Regions from separate parts of the Rattus norvegicus genome. Here region 2 is linked to region 1. Evidence: chromatin contacts called from public Hi-C data. All regions are on one chromosome and are shown on one strand. The core of a region is the stretch at or near the end of the contact, and the rest is flanking DNA. Distances in the headings are between cores, read along the strand shown. Region 1 overlaps Mpped2 (metallophosphoesterase domain containing 2). Region 2 overlaps Mpped2 (metallophosphoesterase domain containing 2).

Region 1 (3,332 bases), core at 481-2,980:
GCATGTCTGATGAAGGGACACTTTCTCTAAGATGGCCATCTTGCAACTACAACTTCATATGACGGAAGAGCAAGGGTCTCTCTTAGATCCCAACTTCAGGAATTCTACCCTCAGGAAAGAATCACCTTCCAAGGCTTCCACCCCTTCATGTTATATTTTGGAGGCTAGAATTTCACTGTACAAATCTTGAAGAGACACAAATATTTAAATGTCATACGTAACAGTGATCCAAGCAGGACTAATATACAAACACTTGAGTAAGTTTTAAGAATAGAATGCGTCAAATACGAGGTGGTTAAGTGGGGATTTTTGTAATTATAAAATCAAATACTGGGTGGGAGGATGGCTCGGGAGATAAAGTGCCTGCTGCTCTTCAAGCATGTGGATCTGAGTTCTGAGCCACGGTGCCCGTGTAAGCCAGGCACAGCAGCACGGTTGGAAGCCTAGCGCTGAGGCATGGAGGCAAATCCTCAGAGAGTTGGTGGCCAGCCAGAGCCAGTCAGTAAACTATAGGTACAGGGAGAAATTTTGCCTAAATAAATGAATAAATAAAATAAAGTAGATATGACCTGGAGTCTTTAAATAAATGCAGATGCTTACCTATACTCCCAATCATGCACGAACACACACACACACACACACACACACACACACACACACACACACAATATGGTTTGATGGATTCATAGTATCTCTAAATGTTAGAGCAAATACAATCGAAACAAAATGGGGATTTTTCCCCCCAAAGCTCAAGACTTATACAGAGCTGTTAAACGCCCTTGTTCACAGCCAAAGGCACTATCTTTCAGACAATTACGAAAGCATGCTAGGCTGCTTAGCTAGTGAAGCTAATTTTTCTTGATTTCAGCTATATGTCTTTGTTCAAAACACATTTTAAAACTATGTGCACGGCTGTAAAGGGGTTGAATCCTGGGACCGAGACACAGATCCCTAAAACCAAGTAAGAGTAAAGCTCTCGCTAAGCCAATCCGTGTCAATGCCAAAATAGCCCACGGCAAGATGGGAAAAGGCATCTGAGTCATCCAAGAATTACTAAATCTTTGAGCTGGAAAGTTTCATATGCTGTCTGTATAAGAAATAAATCGGTTTGAGCAGAGTCCGTGTGATGAACTAGAGTCTTGCTCTCTTTTAAGGAAGCCAAGCCTGGAACATTGATAACACTTGCTCGTGCCGAGATTTCTAAGCTCAGCACTAAAACTCTGTTTACTTTCTTGAGCACTCATGCTAACTTGCTTCTCCATTTTCAATACATTTCTTACATTTATTAATTTCTCTAATGGGGGTGGGGTGGGATGGGATGGGGCGCATGCAGGCCACAGAGAGCTTATGGAGGTCAGAGGACAACTTGAGGCATCGCTCTCTCCTCTCAACACGTATTGCTGGATGCCAAACTTAAGTGGTCAGGTTTGGTCACAAGCGCCTTTATCCTGTGAGCCATCTTGCCTGCCTTAGCTGTCCATTTCCTTTTTTAAAACATGTAAGACTAAATGGGACAAAACCTTAAACATATATTAGACTAGTTTGTATTTCTGATTTACAGTAAGAGGGGAAAACCGGAAAACACTGCAAAAACGCATGTTCTTATACGCATATGCCTCTCACCCCCTTCGCTGTAAAATACAGAAACTAAAGGGGGAAAAACTCCAAAGCCAAACAATAAAAGCATGTGAACCCAAATACTGCAAGGTCTCACGAATCCAACCACTTGCTCTAGGCAGTGCTGCCACACAGACACAGACTGAAAGTTTTCTTTTTACATTCAACAAGCGAGACAGACAGACTGACACGATGGTCTGCCAAGCATCTATACTAGTGCGGTATAGCCTACCCATACCAGGAGGCCATGAAAGTCACAAAGGTAAAACAGCATGGGAAGCGGGAGCTAAGAAAATCCCGAGAGGAGAGGACACATGCTCACACACAGATCTTCCAGAGTGCAGTAAACTTTGCCCCTTTCGATTTACAATGGCCCAGAGTGTATGAAGCTATGGGCAGTGTTAGCTCTGCTTTACATCTTAAAAGCAAACCTTCGTAAGTTCTAAAACTCTCAGAATTAAAGCTGAAGTCATCTCCTACATATTTATTTCATCCTCTATTACAGGGTCTCAGACAAAGAAGATGAAAGAAAGTCTGAATGTAAAGGAGGAGGAGGAAGAGGAGGAGGAAGAGGAGGAGGAGGAGGAGGAGGAGGAGGAGGAGGAGGAGGAGGAGGAGAGAGAGAGAGAGAGAGAGAGAGAGAGAGAGAGAGAGAGAGAGAGAGAGAGAGAGAAACTGATTGAGACTATCTGTGATGACCTGTGAGCATCCAGGTATCAGGACCTGACAGTCAGTCAGAGATACATGACAAGCCTGTCACCAAACAAAGACAGACTAACAAACCCAGGGCTTAGGAGATGGCTCAGAGGAAAAGACTTCTCTCACAAGCGTGATCTCTAGAATCCATATAAGAATGACAGGCACGGGGACTCGTGCTTGTAATCCCAGCACTGGGGAGGCAGAGACTGAAGGATTTGTAGGGCTGGTTGGCCAACCAGGTGAGCTAATTGGTGAACAGCAGATCAATGAGGCAGACACTGTTCCTAAGAAAGCACCATATTTCTTACTGGCTTATACTTCCTCCCTCTACCCCCTACACATATACACACAAATTAAAAAAAAAATCCAAATCTAACCTCAGATATGATCTGTTTTTTTTTTTAAATTATTTTCCCTCCTTGATAGCCCAGTAGCCAAAGAAAGGCAAAATATTTCCACCCAGTTACACAATCGTACACCCAAGGTTCTGAAGAATAAATCCTGGTGGACAAAACACCCAATAGATTGTCTCTTTATTGACTGAATACAAATAAAGAGACCTGCGGATCAGGGGGAAAGTTAGCTCAAAAAAGCAATCCAATTGTCACAGATCACAAGACGGGACCCTGGGGGTGTGTATAGAAAAACAACTTATCTTAAAAAAAAAAAAAAGAGAGAGAGAGAAAAAGAAAGAAAGCCACTGTTTTTTTGTTTGAGTGTAAACTAAAAAGTATCTACAAGGCAAACTTCAGACTGAAAATCCTTTTGTAAATTATGGTCATGCTAGCATGCAGGCCAGTGATAAACCTGCATTAAGAGTTAGAGAAAGTGCTTTTCCGAGAGAAGGCTAGGTTGAGATTTTGCAGTTAGCACAGTCCAGCCTGCAGTAAAAAATAAATAAATGTCTATGCTTATTAGTGATCTTTCTGAACCCCAGACATTAACTTGCTCACTGATTCTACTTCTCCCTCTGTGAGAGCTCAGGATCACTATTTTTCCCCACACAGCAGCTCCAC
Region 2 (3,177 bases), core at 190-2,689, 75 kb before region 1:
AGTCCCGTTTCTTTCTGGATTTTACAGATCCACCGTGACGACTCCATACACAGTTATCCAGTTTTTGCTTTGTTTTGGGTAAAGATGGACGGTGATCCTAAAGGGGAGGCTTGGACTCAGTCTGGTTCTCAATAAATTAAGACAACCAAGTATTTTTAGCAGCATGTATAGGTGCTAGGTTTTTGGTGCACCCTTCAAACAAAGCATTCAACAGAGCATCGCAAGTCCAGATAAGCAACCTACAATGTCAGGTGGCAAGCCTAATTTTACATTTACCTGTTGGCTTCTGAGTAAGCAGATTATTAAGAGCCGGTGATGGGAAGGGCAACTTCCCTCCCGCTGGGATGGGAGAAGAAACTGTAAAGCTTAGCCCCCCTCCCCCTTTAATATTTATGCTATGGAAATGTGAGTTCTCGGTGCGCGCGCTCTTTATGCAAAAGTTTCCCGATCGAAATGAGATAATTCTGGGAAGAAGAATGAAAGCTATAAAGGAAAACCCAAACACCAGACTTCTGCATAGATTTATAATGTTTGAATAAAGTACAGGTCATACATATTAATAACTCACTGGGATGCTATAAGAACCAAATTTCCAAGGGGAGATAGAGCCGGGCAGCCGCCCCCAACCTCAGATTAATCCTTTTCTCTGCTCTGTGCTACCCATCCCTCAAACCTCGCCGACGGGCGATTGCTCATTTTATTTTATTTTGGAGTGAAAATAAGGGTGGGAGGATGGCGCACAGAATCCACCTCACTGAGACTCCTGGGTCCAGTGCAAAATTAATGTGGCCTGCCATTCTGGAGAGAATTAAGGTTACCCTGAGCAGGAAAGAGAATAATACTCTTGTAAGAATTGATCCTTAACCGGCAAGCCAGAGCTGATGATTTAATTAAGGAAGCTTTAGTGGGAAGAGAGTTTTTATTGGGAGTGGTAGCAACTTCTGCCATTGGCGCTTGGATTTCAGCAGGACACTGGATAAAGAGGGCACTGTAGAGTGCCCACCCTGCAAGCAGCCTGAAGCACATGCAGCTGCTAGCACAAGTGTTTTTTCTGAGACAGTGGTGGCACTTTCTAACATTGCTGTTTTTCTTCAGCCCCTGATTTTTCAGTTTCTAAGGGTAATAAAATCGCATAAATAGCATGCGCTGTAACGGGAAGGCTCGAGAGAAGGTAAAAGCAATGCTAGAAAACGATTCTGTGGAGTAAGGGAATCAGAAGCACTGAGGCCAAGAGTCAAGAGCTACCAGACGGCCTGCACACACTGCCGTGGGACACACCTCTGGCAGGGCTGTGGTGAAGGAAGAGTGTGGTGGGAGCAGGAAGCCACTCTCAGAGGCATGCTCATGCAAGTTGGGCAATTAGGAGCATGATGTGTGTTGTGCAGGCCTTAGAATGTTGTTGCTATTCTGGACTATTCCTGCACTTGAAGCACACATGAAAGACAGATTAACAAGGCCCGGCACTATTCCTGCTGATATAGTGAGACTACTGCAGACGGTGGTTAGATTATGCACCCACAGACTCATCTGGGTTCCTCAGGTCAGAACAAGCTAAAAATGCTTTCCTGAGCAGCTCGGTGTCCTGAGGCAGGTCCTGCCGGAGCGGACCTTGACTCACATCACACTGTGGCCATCTATCTCCTCTGTCAGTGCTGCTGGACGCACTGGAAACTCTGAGTAGACTGCTGTTGCAAGAGAGGGTGAATTCTCACCATTCCCTTTCAGATTTTTGGTTCAGTAGGGTTGAGTCTGAGACGTTGGGCAATCAAAGTACTCCCCCCACCCCGCCCCTTTAGCTCTTCAAAACAAACAAACAAGAAATAAAAGGTGAAACTTCTGCGAAGTAAATCCTCCTCAGGAAAACAATCGTCCTCTGTGTCTTTTAAATCAGATTTCAGGGACTCCGCTAGAGAAGGAGCCACCGAAATGAACAGCCACAGGAACAGTGATGATATTTACACGCCGCCAACAGACTCATCTCACTCTGAGAATCCAATAGCCGTTTCCAAGTTCCGCCCTGGGTTACCTATGTTATGAGATTGTCTGACAGATTTTCTTTTTTGCTGAGCTGACCTTTCATCTATAATCTGCCAACCTTTCTGTTTTATATGAAAAGTGTAAGCAGGGCGGCTGACAAATCTCCTGTTACTTGATGGCATTTTCTTTCTTGCTTTTTTTTCTTTCTACAAGACTAGATTAATTTGGAAGGCTCCGCAGTCAGACCTCAAGCTTCTTAGTATTCAAATAGCATCACTTTCAAATTGTCAGACAAAGAGGTGCCTGCCTTTATCCATTTTACTCAGATCAGGCCATCTCGGCCAACCCGCTTGAATAAAAAGGGAGGCCATATTCTGCTTTCCTAACGCGGGAGAAATCCCTGCTCCGTGGGACCCGAAGAACTAATTAGTGGAATTACACAGCGTGTTCTGGGAACGACAGACAGGATTATTCTAGGAGGAATTCTCGGCCCAATGCTAAGTACTGTGTGTATTATAAATGCATAGTTGGAAAGTTAATGTCAGTGTGTTCTATATAGCATTTTCATGTATATATGTAATAAAATATACATAATATACACAAGTATGCAATATGTTAATAGATGATGTATATGTGTACGCAGGTAAGAAAATACATATGTTACTGTCAGAACACTTTTGAATTAACAACAGTAGAGGTCAACTGGAGGTATAGCAACAATGCTACATAAGTAACGAATGAATGAATGAATGAATGAATGAATGAATGAATGAATGAATGAATGAAATACAGGATCCCAGCATCAGTCGGGAGTACAGCTTCAGATAATCAATAGTGGATTGATAAGCAAGCAGAGACACCATGCTGTGTTCCCCCCGTTACTGAGATCCACGCCTAAGTGTGTTAGCTCAGGCCTGCAATGCCAGCATCCAGTCCAACATGGGCTACAGAGTGTAACTCTGTCCTCTGAAAGGAACAGAGAGTGATGACAGGAAGGACGACTGCCCCCGCCAGCTGGAGCTCGATCCTCCGAAGCAGCCACTGTAAAATTTGGCTATTTTCTCTTCAATTCTCAGAATGGCCAACCACATGGACAGTGGAGGGAAAAGAAAGGGGCTCTTGGCTCCTTAGTCTTCGCTCTCCCGTCCTCTATTTCTAATAACTTATATTTCTTACAACAGGACTCCCTTTTTCATTTGT

Evidence for each region. Hi-C and Micro-C count contacts between places; a contact is called where the count stands out from the background.
Region 2: a contact with region 1 is called in a Hi-C map of frontal cortex, with 2.1 times the contacts expected there. The contact joins two enhancer-like sites. A contact is called at or near these places in 2 of 12 Hi-C or Micro-C datasets (frontal cortex and prefrontal cortex).

Annotation. Positions count from the first base shown.
Region 1 is chr3:113,648,564-113,651,895 of GRCr8, reverse strand. All of the region lies in intron 2 of Mpped2 (metallophosphoesterase domain containing 2), which reads right to left. Among named protein-coding and RNA genes, the nearest start is that of Mpped2, 15 kb to the right of the region's middle. Within about 2 kb of position 1,730, at least 3 of the 93 cell types and tissues checked have an H3K27ac peak or open chromatin away from gene starts, as enhancers often do.
Region 2 is chr3:113,723,468-113,726,644 of GRCr8, reverse strand. All of the region lies in intron 3 of Mpped2 (metallophosphoesterase domain containing 2), which reads right to left. Among named protein-coding and RNA genes, the nearest start is that of Mpped2, 89 kb to the right of the region's middle. Within about 2 kb of position 1,439, at least 13 of the 93 cell types and tissues checked have an H3K27ac peak or open chromatin away from gene starts, as enhancers often do.